4 separate regions of the Zea mays genome follow, and regions 1, 3 and 4 are each linked to region 2. Evidence: chromatin contacts called from public Hi-C data. All regions are on one chromosome and are shown on one strand. The core of a region is the stretch at or near the end of the contact, and the rest is flanking DNA. Distances in the headings are between cores, read along the strand shown.

Region 1 (3,756 bases), core at 599-3,098, 130 kb before region 2:
CTCCAATCTCAAAGAAGATTTAAGTTTTCAAACTAGACCTGTTAGTCAAAATTAAATAAATAAAATTAAATAAAAAGAAATTTAATGCCACTCAATCTCCGATCTCTATCGAACAGCATAGATTCAGTCCCAGGAACAAACAAATCGCGCGATCACGAAATCGTTCCGGCGGCAGCGCGTACAAGATACACGAGTGTAGTCTGTATTATTCGTCATTTGCAACAACGTAAGCTACACGAGTGTAGATTACATTGTCCAAGAAGCGAAAAGCAGCATGAGGAAACTTTCTTATACTTATTTTGTACGGTAATACAGTGATAGGAACACGAGATGCTCAAAACCAAACAAGCTATATCTTTAATAATCTCCATATACCTTGTCGTCAGTTTTGGCCGGGTTGGGAGCCTGGGAGCTCGCCAGCTAGTAGCACACATGCCGCCATGTGAGCCGACGCAGAGCCCGGGCCCCGGCCAGCCGGAAAGGACGCCCTAAACCAAGCACGAAAAAGATGTATCGCCCACCAACCGCAGGCTGCTGTTCACATGTCCCTGCGCGCGGCGCGGCTACGGCTTGTGCAGTACCCTGCCGGCGACGACGGCGGCCTCTATGACGAGCGAGATCACGTCGATGACCTCGTCGATCATGCACTTGTTCCCGTTGAACGTGGACGTGCCCTCCCGCAGCCTGGCCAGGCAGTCCAGCAGGGCCTCGTTGCAAGCCGTGCTCAGGTAGTCCACTGCACATGTATACCAACACCATTACACCAATACGTACGTACGCGCGCAGCCGTCATCAGCCCACGTCCATGCGTGCGTGTCGCCGAACTGAAGACTCACTAAGCTTGTGTGTATAAAGATAACGCCGTAACGTACTCTTTGCCTGGACGCAGTTGTCGTGGTGCATGCAGCAGGCGTCCAGCGCGTCGCACGGCGGCTCGCCGGGGCAGCCGCTGTACAGGATGCCGCAGTACTTGCCGTACCGCAGGAACGGCGGCGCTGTCGTAAGACGAGTTATTAACGCCGGTGAGCGGCAGAAGATCATGCATGTCGGGCGCTTAAAGTGAGAGTCGTGTAATAAGAGACGGGTTAATTGTTGTATGTACGTACTCGTGCAGTGGTCCGACTCGCACGTGCGGCTGCACGCCTGCTGCTTGCTCTGCGCGCGAATCAAAGAGCGCAATTAGCGTACAGGGGAGTGGATCAGAGGAGCTAGATTAGTGGGGCAACGTACGGCGTGCTGCGGGTGTGTGGGTGTGGGTGTATGAGCATGATGAAAGCTATTACTCCAACCATGATTTATCCTGCGTACTAGTACGTACCACCCCGTCGCCGGCGGACTGGATGCCGATGTTGAGCGCGGCGGCGGGCGGCGAGAAGAGGGCCGCGCAGACAAGGATGCCGACGACCACCGCCGGGAGTCGCCAGGAACTGCCGCGCTCCATCCTCGCGGGAGCTCTAGAACGAAGTCTCTTCCACCACGCGCGTGCGCGCTCTCTCTCTCTCTCGGTCGCTAGGAGTCTCGTGACGGCACGGCCTGCCGTTCCCGTCCCTGGCGAGACGAGATTATCTAGTGGCGGCGAGCTGGTTTTCCAACTGCAGTTGCGGTGCGGACTTGCCGCTGTGACTGCCTGGCGGCGCTGATTTACAGGCCAGGGTGGTGGGAGGGGGGCGTGCGCGTTTTGGTCGTATTCGTCCCGTGAGTGGATGCTCACGGGCGGCAGGGAGAAGAGACGCCGCGCTCTCTGCTGTGCATGCACCACAAGGTGCGCCAGCGCACCATGCACAGAACCAGAGCTATGGGCCGGACCGATGCCCTCTTTGTCTTTGGGGATGGTTCCTTTCGGCGGAGAATAAACGTTTTGTTGTGTTCACGGGCTCCGGGCTTGTTTTATTAGGGTTTTGGTTTGTCATAGTGCGCGATGAGCCCGAATCACCTACAAGCAGTGTTTACATTTCCGTTTTTACTGTTTCGAAATCTCGTTTTGACTAAAAAATGATCTTTATATTTCAAATTTAAAATCGGAACATATAGAAAACCGCACCATGAAATGCTTCCCGCAGCCGTCCGGGATGAGAAATCACTGAGAAACCGGTTTTCTCGATCGATAAATCAAACTGTCGGATTAATGGAGAAAGAGAAATGGACGTGCAGCGCGCGGCGTTTTGTTTAGCGGCTGGGTGGCGGGAAGCGTTGAACGGGTAGGAGGGAAGCGTTGAACGGATAGGAGAAAAGAGCAAGCGTCTGGGAAGGGGAATGGAGCAGTCGAACATGGACGCCATTAATGGCAGTGTGAATGAGAGGAGAAACGCCCAAGGCGGAAGTGGGGACGGAAGAGGAACTGGCAGAGGTTGGCTATGGCAGTGGTGCGGTCCACGCGAAGGCGAGGCATCGTCGTGGGCTGAGGCGGACATGGCGAGGACCGCTGAGCGATGGCACAGACCAACGTTGGCGTAGTGCTTCGTAGGAACAGAGACCGGCTGCTGAAACGTCCAAGATTGAAGATGAAGAGGTGCTGACAATGTGGGGGCCACATGTCAGTGAATATGAGAGAGGAGGTAGAAGAACTAATGACTGGCTACTAAACGTTCGATTTTTTATTTGTTTTTCTAAATAGAGGTGTGCGTGTGTGCGTTTTCCTTTTTGTGTGTTTTTCTTTTTTTAAATATATATTTCAAAAAAATTATAAATTCGAAAATAATATTTTTTTCTATTCTTATTTTATAACAGAATATATAATAAATATATATATATAATCCGAAAATTATAATAAATCAAAAAATGTTACAAATAAAATATACAGATTTAGATGATGATTATTCAGCGACTCATATATTTCTAAAAAGAATTTATACCAAGAAATAAATCAAAAAAATTGAATTTGGAAATCAAATCAACAAAATATATGCTTCCCTACAAATGCACCAAATACTTGACAAAATTTGTCTATTTAAGAAAATTTTCAATTTATTTATATCAACATTTCATTATTCAAAAACATAAATATTTTTCTTTCTACTCGAAATTAATAAATTAAACGGGGTTACTTTTAATTTATAGATTTAGGGTTTACAGAAACTATGGGGGTGTCCTGTTATTAGGGGCTACCTTTTAGCCCCTTCATTTTATTTCATTTTATTCTATAAATTCTCAAATACGGAAACTAAACTTATTTAGCAATTTAGAGACTAAAATGAAATAAAATGGAGAAACTAAAAATTAACCCCTAAAAATCAAATACTCCCTATGTCAACTCGTTCCCAAGGTATTGGAAAGCGCATGAAATCACCATTAAGATCATTTTATTTCACCTCCATCTATTTTGTCTATTCATATTAGTTATATACTAGTTATTTAGATGCAACATTTATATCACATGTTAGCCTATAAAATTGTGTCATAAAACTCTTCGTTGAGATGTCATTTTTCATTCTTCATTTTATTTTATTTTTATTGATGTGAAAACATTAGAAATGTTGTGATGAAACTGCTACTGACAATGACCTAACCAACCTAATTTAAGGGTCTGTTTGTTACTTTAGTCTATAAACTAAAGTCTAGTTACGAGACTAAAGTTTATTCCTACCATGTTTGATTTTAGGGACTAAAAGTATTCAAAATGCATTAAATGAATCATAGATGACTAAAATAACCTTAACATTCTTCCGCTATTAGCGCAACTGAAATAAAAGAGGGGTAAAAAATGGAATTTATATGTTTTAGTCCCTTTTAGTCACCTCTTGATAGACTAGAGACTAA
Region 2 (3,611 bases), core at 731-3,230:
ATTAGTCATCCCAGTACACCACCAATATGATGTACTATGTTCGACCTTCATCCAGGATCACACAAGGGAAAGAAAATATCAAAACACATGGGTAGATCATATCACATCACAATATGTACACTGGTTTCACAAACTATTGTTCCAAACTTAATTTATCACACATCACACATGAAATACAACCATCTAATTAAAAATACCAACATTAAAGAGTATAGCAGAAATATTAATGACATAGTGTTTGAAAATTAACACATGTGGACGGTGTCATGTTCCACATATCTATGCAACATGGATTTCTCTACCACTCTAGGTCCTCAACAGAATCAGGTGCATAGAAAAACTAATAGGCAGACACAACACTACCTACAAAACTTAAGCAATCACAAGATCAATACTCAAATATACTCTACAAGGCTTACCTAATATAATACAAGGATAATGCATTTGGTTAGTAGAAAGGGACACATTTGGTTTTGCATAAAAGCAGTTTTATACAAGAATGTAAATGTGGACCTTATACTAAGCATTGACAAAGTATAACATGGTTTAAAGTGAATGTAAGTGCAGACACTACAAGAAATCATCCATTGTCAGACTGTTTTGTAGGACAACCGAATTGTCTGATTATCGCAGAACCCAAAAGTGTAGAGTTAGTATGCAAGTTTTTAAAATATGAATTTTGAAGTGTAGATTATGCCCATGGTTCTTGTGAACAGAAGGTTGGCACAACCGGGTCGTGACAAGGCCTCAAGCTGATAAAGTTTCAACATTAGAGAAAAAAGTTAGGAGCAAAATCAAAGTCAAAGATATATGTTAAAATTTTCTTTTGTTGACTAAGAAACAATAGAGGGTGTTTATGTTAGATAGTCGTACTTTGAAGAGGCGAACTCTAACGCTAAATGGTTATCATAGTGGAACTAGGTGTGAACTAACTTATATTTGCATTATACCTAATTAAATAGTGAGATGCAAGTGAACATGTTGTTTTGAAAAGCTAACTCCATTCCTAAGGTACATTCATGTTTGAGTATATTAGAATTAGTGAATTTAAGCTGATTGCGAGTTTGACTTAGTGCTGCTTTTTAGGCACCACCAGAATTTTCGATGCCTCTAGCAGGGGAGTCGCTAGAGAAAGAGATGCTTAGGATAACACTTAAATGTGCTAAGAATACATCATCATAATATTAAATGCTTGTCTTTTTTTAGCATTAGAGACAATGGTAATGTAAGATATGCACACAAGATTTAAACTGGGCACCAAAATTTTGGTTGACACTAGCAACGTGGGAAAGGGTGTGGATACAGCTGGGCAGGCTTCAATGTTGATGACACGGGTGGAAAGGTCGGAGAATTTGGTAACTAGGTCGGTGACGATCTTGAGGACGTGATCGAGTTTGTGATCGAAACCCGAATTGGTGGTGACGACGACGGGTGCTGATGCGTCTCCTTCCGTAGAACCTGGCATTTTCGATACCAAATTGGAAGAACCAAGCCTAAGCTTGAGCTGGTACGGATGAGAGGTTGCTGGCCGAGATCGGTAGGCTCTACGACGGCGAAGTGGCTGGAGCGCCGTCGAGGGTTGCCGGAGAGAAGTGAGAAGATAATCTCTTTTCTTAGATTAATTCTTCTCTGTTTTTCATTGAATCATTACCGGTGCATAATATAGCCCGGCATCATAATACATCTCCTAATTTATCTCAACTGATAACAGCTTATCATGTTTGGAACTAATCCATCTAACTTATCTCCTATTTTATCTCTCTGAAACTAATCTTTCTAACTTATCTCCTATTTTATCTCTCTGGAACTAATCATTCTAACTTATCTACTATTTTATCTTCCTCTTTCTAACAAACTTACCTAATTGTCTCGGTTCAGCCTCCTGAGAGCTGATCGCCTTTGCCTCCTAGTGTACTTATTCGTGGTCATAAGAAGCTCCCCTTAAATTCTTTCTTCGGCGCAGTATCTCCTAGGTCTGCTAGAAAGCAATCGCCCGCGGTATTATCCATCCACCACGCTGCATCTGCTTCTCACGCCGCCTCGCCTTCCTCTTCCACCCCTCGCCGTCCGTCGTCCTCAGCGCTTGTACGCTTGCCTCAAAACCCCTGGCGCCGTGCTAAAACCCTAGCCCTCGAATTCCTTCCCCTGCCCGCGCGGAGCAGACGAGCCTGAGCCCGTCCTCCTCGTCCATGGCGTCCTCAGGGGCCGCCGCTAACCTCTGGGTACTGCTTGGTCTCGGCATCGCGGGCGTTCTCCTGGCGGCGCGGCGACTGAGGCGCCCTGCGCGCCCCGATCACGGCGCCTTCGTCGCCCGCCTCGAGCTCCTCCCGCCGCCCCAGCCTCCGCCGCCGCAGGCGCCCCACCCGCTCACCGGACTCTGCTTCGCCATCGCTGACGCGTAAGCTCTAGCGACCACATATCCTTGTGTTTGGTTGATTATATGATTTAGCGTCGGATTTGGATCGGTGGAAGACTTTTTAGAGCTGCATGAATAGTAATTCGATAGATTGGATAATGCTAGGTTGTTATCGATATCAGGTCGATGTCGTGAGTGGTGGAATTTTTGTCTGGTATCACTGAGCTAGGGCGATACAAATTCATTTGACATGGTGCATTGGATGCTCATCATGCCAAAGTATAGCATGCTTTTGCTCTTATCTATTTCAGCACAACATGATTGTGTGTTTTCTTTAGCTTGCTCTATGTGGCAAAGCGGATACGTTCTGTCAGTTGATACTAAACTTCCTCACACTAGACAAATTCGTGCATGGCTTGCCTGAGCCAAAAAGGACAATGAATTGCACAGAGCTTGTTTTGCCTTGCAAACCGGTATATACTCTTGGAACTGAGTAAATTGCCTCACATCAGACAGCTTTATGCATGGCTTTCTTTATACCAAAATGTTGGCTGCAAAGGAACATGAATGGACCCGTGGAAATGCTCCTCGTCGTGTGTACAACACATTGGCCACTCCTTCCACATAGGACCAGTTCTCCAATCAATTAAAACACACAATTTCCACCATCAAACCTCCACCACTAGCTTTTTATTATACCCCTGCTCGACACACCTCATCCCTCTCCGATTCCCCATTTGCTTCTATCTCCTCCCGTGCTCTCCTCTCTCCTCACACCTCATCTCTTCAAGCACCAATCTAGTGCTGTTTATGCCAAATTCGAGATGCCAGATATCTGACCTGGCAGGAACCAAATGGCAGCATACACGCCCTCTATCAATGCCATCACCACTCTTAACATGAAGAAGTTGTCCGTCATGGTTGCTGGGCTGCTGACCCCGTCCTGTTCGGCTGCTCCTGCTTCCTCATGGGTCAAGGAGTAGGTCAAGGGGAAGAGGAAGAGCATCCCTGGAGGTGATTGTGTCATCATCAAGTTGACACAAGCTTAGGTGCCATGTGCAGCAACAGCAGCCTGGCCAACAGGACCTCTACTCCATGGAGCACTTGCTGTGGCAATGCTTCGTCGCTTTTCTCAAAATGTTTCAATATCTTAAATTATTTGTTGCAAGGGTTTTCCTGGTTGTCAGACTCAGTCCTTGGGGGATAGACCACCCTGGGTATTAAAGAAGAAGAAATTTTCTCGCTGCAGGACCAC
Region 3 (4,009 bases), core at 129-2,628, 140 kb after region 2:
TCACTACAGCCAATAAACTACTTAGTAAAAACAAAGTTGTTACTTACACTGGGAGGAGATCCACCACATTCCAGCAGGCCAATTCCGAACAGAGACATGATGGCTCCGAACCATGTGAGTCTGGGGATCGAAGCACCAAGAAGACCATCAATTAGAGGCACAACTACGACCTGTACAGTAACAGAAGCATTTGCCAGTTCAGGCCATTTCAGCAAAACCACCAAAATTCAGAATGAACACGGCGTGGAGCAGGATCTACCGTGAAGGCCGTGATGAAGGATGCTCGGCCAGCATCAGATGAGAGCAATCCAATTGCTTGAGAAAGGTAAGCTAAGCTAACCCAGACTCCCAGCTCCAGTCCCGCGTAGCGTACACTGCGGTCACCGAAGGAACGGAGCGCGAATGGTACGAAGGGGATGGCTGCAACAACGAACCGCACCATGTTGAAGACCGCAGGCTCTGTCAGGGCTTCGACCTCTTTCAAAACCGGAATATCACTTGCTGGCAGGATAAAAAAAAAGGATCAAAAGTGAACTACAAAAGGCTCAATTTTACTGTTAATACCAACCACAGCACAACCAATCACAGTGGTCGGAGAAAGAACTTTAGCATGAAGAGTATTTGGAGTAGCACTACAGATTACAGAGGCGATGCACTGCTATTTTTTTCAATACCCTAATTAGCAATGCCAGAATCGTGCAGAGTAGAGTTTGAGACCGAGCAGTTGAGCATATATAGTACGAACTGGAGCGGCTGTGTGTGTGAGAGAGAGAGAGATTAAGAACAAAGGAAGTATTCGCACACCATAGATGACCGTGAGGGCGTTGAGGATGATGATACTTCGTGTCTTCTTGGAGGCGAAGAGGATCCGGCTCCACACCGGCCGGCCGCGCGCCGGCTTCTTCGTCTCACCGCTCTTCTTCCTCTCGTCCTCGATCTTGGGCGCCTCCTCCTCGCCGCTGGCGCCGGGCCCGTCGAGCGCCACGCACCGGGGCGCCAGCGCCACGAGAACCCTTGCCCGGCGCAGCGACGCGGCCCAGCGGGGCTCCGTGACGACGGCTAGCGTCGCGCGGCAGGAAGGCCCCGCCGCTGCCGCCCCAGCCCCGACCATCTGCAGCGGCAGTGCCCACGACGCGGGCGCGAGGGAAGAAGCCATACCAAGACCGCTCTAGTTCTGCCTGCGCTCCTGTTGCTACTTGCTAGTGGTGCAATGGAGTGAGCAGGTGTAGCGGCCACTTATGGTGTTCTCTGACTGGACTGGAGGAGTAAAAAGGTAAGGTAGGATGAAATGAAATGAAACTCGCAGGAAGAAGGCCTGGGTCGTGTTTGTCAGTTTGTGGTGAAGAGCTTGTCTTTGGCGACGACGGCTGGGGATTTTATTTTCTGTGGAGGCGTGGAGCGGGGGCGCGCTGTGGTGGTTGGCCACGTCCGGTGCTGGGAGAGACCTCTCGGGTTTGTTTCCTAGCGAAAACGCCCGCGTCGATATGTCTGCTGGGTTCAGATGAGGCCGAGCCGGCGAGTCGCCGTGGCCGCGAAACAGAGCAATCGTCTCTCGTCGGAGAGCTACCGAGTACAGCGCATGTGATCCTCGCGGAGCCCCCCCACCTGTCGAGCTGTCATTGCTCGGGCGTCGACGAGATGGCTTGATTTGCTTTGCTTTGCTTTGCACGCTGTGGTTTTCATCACATGCTGTGTTATGACAGTTTCTCTGGCAGCCATGATATCCTCGTGCTACGAGGCAATATCTTGTAGAAGAGTACTCTTTAACATCTAGCGCGTGCATGTATATCTTCAAACCAAAAATTACAGACACAGCTTCTGACCACCAAAATCTGTTGCGGACTGCTAAACACTCAGCTTTTCAGTCAGCTTCTATAAAATTTGTTGGAGCAAAACCATCCAAAATCAACATAAACACATAATCGGTTGAGTCATTGTAATAGTAGAAATCCGTCACTTTCTAGATCCTGAGCCCTATGAACAACTTTATCTTTCTCCACACTTAATCGTAATGATACTCAGATTCTCCCCACAGCCAGATTTTTAAAAAAGCTGGTCAGAAAAAAGTTGAACCAAACATGCCCATAATACCTCCGGCGAGGGCATCTGGCCGGAGCTAGGGTGAAAACGGGTCGGGTATACCCATCGGGTACCGGATACGGATATTGCAAATACTCATTTTTCGATACGGATTCGAATATTTTTATATTCGGGACGGATACGGGTAAATACCCGGATACTGAAGCTTCGGATTCAGGTCGGATGCGGAGCGAGGACTACCCGGTAAATACTCAGATAGTCAGGTCGGATACAGGTACCCGGAATTCGGGTACCCGTTTTTTCATTTCCTGCATAATAGTATAGTTATAACATCATAACTTTTACGTATGAAATCGGATGAAGATAAAGTTTATATGAAAATTGTAGAGCTCGAAGAGATCTATAACGTTATAGTACATCAATTTTTTGTTTAAACATATCTTTAGGCCAAAATTATTAAAATAATGTTCAAATTTATATTAAACTAATATACTTTATCATTTTTATGTGGGGGATTAATGTTATCTCTACGTGGGAACTTAAGGTTATCTTTGTAGAGACTATTTATTAGTATTCATAACTTATTTGCAATTTTCGATCGACGCTACATTATTTTATGGATTTAATTGTATTTTATTGATTTTCTATGACAAGAAATTAATAGATATATAAATAGTCTCAAAAAATCATGAAATTTTACGGAGGTATAACATATTGTCGGGGACCGTAATTAGGGGTACCCCTAATGCTACTTAATCCAGTTGGAAAACATCTTCAGAACAAACCATAAACGACTGATAAAGCGCAGGCCTCGTCTACTAGGGGACGCGACCTCATCCGAGCCCAGCCTCGGGCAAGGACAGTAGTCCCGGACGGATTCACGCCTCGCCCGAGGGTCCCCTCAGTCAGCAGACGCACCCTCAGCTCGCCCGAAGCCCAGCTCGGGCAGACTTTGTCGTGCAGCAACCTCGGCCGGATCGCCCTACCAACCGACCGTATCGCATGCTCATTCAATGTGGGGATCGTCTGACACTTTATCCTGACACGCTCGCCTCAGTCGACAAGGTCGAAGTGACCGCAGTCACTTCGCCCCTTTACTGACCGTTCTAACAGGAAAACAACACTGTTCACCCCGCTCCGGCTACTGTGCCAACCACCAGGGCCAGACTAACGACAGCAGGTCTCGACCTCCCCCGAGTTTAGCCTCGGGCGCGACAGGGAGCTCCGCCTCGCTCGACCCCAGGCCTCGGCCTCAGCCCCGGCCTCGGGGAAGGTCTCCGCCTCGCCCGACCCCAGGCCTCGGCCTCGGGGGAAGGTCCCCGTTGAGAGCACCTAGAGGGGGGTGAATAGGTGATCCTGTAAAAACTTAAACTTATAGCCACAAAAACTTGTTAAGTGTTAGCACAATGATTGCCAAGTGGCTAGAAAGGAGTCTCAGTAAAACACAATACCACAAGAGATCAAACACAGAGATGACATAGTGGTTTATCCCGTGGTTCGGCCAAGACCAACGCTTGCCTACTCCACGTTGTGGCGTCCCAACGGACGAGGGTTGCAATCAACCCCTCTCAAGCGGTCCAAAGACCAACTTGAATACCACGGTGTTTTGCTTTGCCTTTCAATATCCCGTTTGCGAGGAATCTCCACAACTTGGAGCCTCTCGCCCTTACACTTAAGATTCACAAAGAAATACGAAGTAAGGGAGAAACTAGCAACGCACACAAGACTCAAAATCAGAGCAACAGCACGCACACAAGTCGCAACAAGAGCTCGCAACACAACTCAATGAGTCCACAACTCAACAAGAGCTCTAGATGCTATCACAATGAACCAAATGCGTGGAATCGATGTCTTGATGCTTAGGAATGTTGTAGGAATGCTTGATGTGCTCCTTCATGCGCCTAGGGGTCCCTTTTATAGCCCCAAGGCAGCTAGGAGCCGTTGAGAGCAATTCTGGAAGGCTGATCTT
Region 4 (3,493 bases), core at 118-2,617, 180 kb before region 2:
CAAAATTCAGTACCTTTTGGAGTTGGTACCGGATCCCAAGAAGGAAGAGGTTCGCCTTCCCCAACTCTAATCGGCATTGTAGGGATCTACATGTAACAAAACTGAAATAAGGAGCTGACATACATGATCCTAAAGTGTACAATTAATTCATGAAGTAATAATTCTCTGAGGGACTCAAACACATGAATATAGGCACACAAATGAATCAGGACAAATGAAAAAATATTTATACAAAAAGCGAATGATTATGGATGCAACTGAAGCAGCAGTTTCTGTAAAGCAGGCACGCTCCCCTTCGCCCTCCCGTTCTCCAGTCTCCACTCCACTCACGTTCCCCTCCCAATTCCCAAAGGCCAAAGCCCTCCTCTGCTCCGCTCTGTTCCACTCTGCTCCAACCAAATGCGCGATTAGAGCCGCCCGCAAGATTGATCCCCGCGTGGCCAAGGATCATCGGCCGTCATGGCGTCCTCGCAAGGGGAGCTGGTACCCCCGTGGCTCAAGTCTCTCCCTCTGGCGCCCGAGTTCCGCCCCACCGTGGCTGAGTTCGCCGACCCCATCGCCTACCTCCTCAAGATCGAGCCTGTCGCGGCGCCATTCGGCATCTGCAAGATCGTGCCATCGCTCCCGCCGTCGTCCAAGCGAACCACGCTCGGTAACCTCTCCCGCTCCTTCGTCGCGCTCCACCCGGACGATCCCACCCCAACATTCCCCACCCGGCACCAGTAGCTGGGCATCTGCACGCGCCGCCCCCGCCCCGCACTCAAGCTCGTGTGGCTCTCTCCCCACCGCTACACGCTCCCCAAGTTCGAGGCCAAGGCCGACGCCTCCCGGAAGGCGTTGCTCGCGCGCCTCAATGTCCTCGCCTCCAAGCAGCGCCACCGGATGGACCACCGTGAAGTTTGAAAGCATCGACGAGAGCTTACTGGTGAGAAGGCAGCGGGGAGGGTGGCCGTCGTCGCTGCTTCGCGCCGCCACGCCATCACTTTGCGCCGCCACACTGCCACCTGGCGCAGTCGTCTCTTCGCCTCCTCCGCCGCCAGTGTTACAGATTGGATCCGGAGGGCACCAGACCAGGATTAATGCCGGACAGTGGTGGAAGAAAAAAGTCCAAACCGAGCCAATTCGAAACTAGTTCATTTCTTTCCAGACCTAAACGAACACCTTTTGGATAGACAGCTCAATTCAAAACTGATCATTTCTTTCCCCGGAACCAGGCCCGTAAAGAGCCAAACCGGCCAAAACGAACGCGCCCTTAGTTTCCTCCAATTTGCTTGCAACCGAACAACATCGGGTCCATATTGTCATATGTACCAACGGTCCAACCCCAAGCAGCGTCTCGAGAAGAAGTTCCGTACCCTTCACTCCACTATTCCGGTCAACCCATCCCTTTCCTCCGCCTCCGCTTCCGCGTCCGCCCGCCGCTATGCCGCCAGCCAGTAGCCTCACCGCCGACCAGCTCAGCTTCTTCGAGGCCAATGGTGAGCGCGTCGACCGCTTGTCCGCACTCAGGCCTATTCTCTCGTCCTCGCGCTCCTGGTATCCCGGCAACCGGAGGCGAATGTCGCTGCTCGGATTGAGCGGAAACCCTAACTCTTAATCTCGTTGGTTGGTTCCAGGGTACCTCGTGATGGACTCGTTCTCGAGCGCGGAGGAGGTGCGGGAGATGCGGGACCGCATGGCCGACCTTGTCGCTGGGTTCGATGGCGCCAACTCCGCGGTGTTCTCCACCAAGGATCATGTATGCCATCCACTTCGATTGGGCTAGTCTCGATCCATGCGTTTGTTACGCTCCTTTCCTTCTTCTCATACAAACCCTGTTGCCGAAACACCTACATCTTTATCTTTTTGAAAATTCCATTGCTTGGTGGAAATAATAGGAATTTTGCCACTTGAAACGTTGCCTGTTATAATTATGCTTGTTATAATTACGCCTGTGTCTATGAATTGTGGGTCCATGAGTCCATGAGTCCATCTGTGTATATGAAATGTGGGGTCTGATGGCAGTTTTACAAACTTGTTTCGGGGTGATGGCAAATATCAGTTGTGCATGCTCAGATTTAGCAATGGTAAGTTGTTTTCCATTGCAGCGGCAGTTAAAGGACGACTACTTCTTTAAGAGTGCTGAGAATATCTCATTCTTCTTTGAGGGTACGTGATTTGTTCCCCTCAGACTAAATGACTAATATGAATATGTCACAATTCTATTAAATCCATTTTTCGAATTAGGATTTGATACTGCCTTGGACTATGTGCAAATAGCTGTACTTCATTCACCGACTTATTTTAGTGTTTTTGTAGATGTACGTCTGTGAAAACTTTTTACTTGATACTGAGATTTTTCTATTCCTGCTTGAAAGCCTCATTTTTTTTCCTTTGACACTTTCACTCACAGAAAAGGCATATGGAGATGATGGATGCTTGAAACAGCCGAAAGAACTTTCAATTAATAAAGTTGGGCATGGTAAGTATGGGCATTGTGTTGTCATATTCAGCTAGAAAGCATTTATACCTACTTTTGTTTCATATGTGGGGCTCAATCTTTTGTTAATATCGTAAGAAAATTATCATCACCTTCTGTTATTGAAGTATTGTAATAACAGTATGTTATTATACCTCTGTCTCTACACAAAGAGGATAAAATATAACTTCTAAAGAGATTCCACATTTCCACTTTTAAACGAATTTTAGAGTTTCTGGTGGTAATATTCTTAAAAATAACAAATTTGTTGCATTTAATCTAGTTATGTTATGTTTATTCTAAATGCACCGCTATAGAGTTATTTGTTATCAATATTTGTAGTTTGTGTAATCTAGCTATCTTAAATATTTATGATTCAATTTGTTTTCTATAGTGGTGTTATGTTATAACCCCCATCATTTTTTAGATAGACCGCTCCTGTTTGCTTGCTTCTGCTTTACAGTGTATATTATCTTCCATGTTGTGAATGTATTATGTAAGCTGTTTAAGAAACAATGGTGTCCACTGTCCAGCATATCCTGAAGTCCTGAACAACAGGGCTTGATGTATCTTACCTTCGCCATCTTTCCTGATATGCAGCATTACATGAACTTGATCCGGTGTTCAAAAAGTTTTCTTTCTCAGAGAGTGTTGCAAGCTTGTTCTCTTCTTTAGGCTACAAGAGGCCTGCAGTCATTCAATCTATGTACATATTTAAGGTAGATTGTTTGGACTCTATTTTTGCTAACATTATATGTTATTTCTTAAATTCTTAGTTTTTTCTTCTTCTTTTTGATAGCAACCAGGTATTGGTGGTGAGGTCGTGCCGCACCAGGATAATACATTCCTTTACACGGAACCTCGTACATGCACAGGGCTGTGGCTTGCACTTGAAGATGCAACAATCAACAATGGTTGCCTGTGGGCAATTCCAGGATCACATAAAAGTATTTTTTAACACAATTACTTTATGCCTAAGAACGTCTTGGAAGGCAGGACTAAGTTTAATTTTTAACTTTTGTGTTTTGTATTAGA

Evidence for each region. Hi-C and Micro-C count contacts between places; a contact is called where the count stands out from the background.
Region 1: a contact with region 2 is called in a Hi-C map of ear, with 2.1 times the contacts expected there. The contact joins the promoter of LOC100216649 here to the promoter of LOC100285985 in region 2. A contact is called at or near these places in 2 of 25 Hi-C or Micro-C datasets (ear and tassel).
Region 3: a contact with region 2 is called in a Hi-C map of ear, with 2.8 times the contacts expected there. The contact joins the promoter of LOC100284729 here to the promoter of LOC100285985 in region 2. A contact is called at or near these places in 15 of 25 Hi-C or Micro-C datasets (bundle sheath, ear, leaf and 4 more).
Region 4: a contact with region 2 is called in a Hi-C map of leaf, with 6 times the contacts expected there. The contact joins the promoter of LOC100273407 here to the promoter of LOC100285985 in region 2. A contact is called at or near these places in 4 of 25 Hi-C or Micro-C datasets (bundle sheath, ear, leaf and 1 more).

Annotation. Positions count from the first base shown.
Region 1 is chr1:272,905,927-272,909,682 of Zm-B73-REFERENCE-NAM-5.0, reverse strand. LOC100216649 reads right to left here and starts at 1,848. Exons shown (of 4, transcript NM_001352345.1): 1 at 1,319-1,848; 2 at 1,107-1,155; 3 at 873-995; 4 at 272-736. The coding sequence starts at 1,441. The coding sequence ends at 564.
Region 2 is chr1:272,772,728-272,776,338 of Zm-B73-REFERENCE-NAM-5.0, reverse strand. LOC100285985 reads left to right here and starts at 1,980. Exons shown (of 13, transcript NM_001158873.1): 1 at 1,980-2,398. The coding sequence starts at 2,190.
Region 3 is chr1:272,631,268-272,635,276 of Zm-B73-REFERENCE-NAM-5.0, reverse strand. It overlaps LOC100284729 (integral membrane protein DUF6 containing protein), which reads right to left and starts at 1,378. Exons shown (of 8, transcript NR_182097.1): 1 at 805-1,378; 2 at 260-477; 3 at 48-120.
Region 4 is chr1:272,948,974-272,952,466 of Zm-B73-REFERENCE-NAM-5.0, reverse strand. LOC100273407 (Phytanoyl-CoA dioxygenase) reads left to right here and starts at 1,367. Exons shown (of 9, transcript NM_001147844.1): 1 at 1,367-1,478; 2 at 1,617-1,738; 3 at 2,088-2,148; 4 at 2,393-2,461; 5 at 3,059-3,177; 6 at 3,258-3,405; 7 at 3,493. The coding sequence starts at 1,424. LOC103643877 (a long non-coding RNA gene) reads right to left here and starts at 41. Exons shown (of 3, transcript XR_561352.2): 1 at 14-41.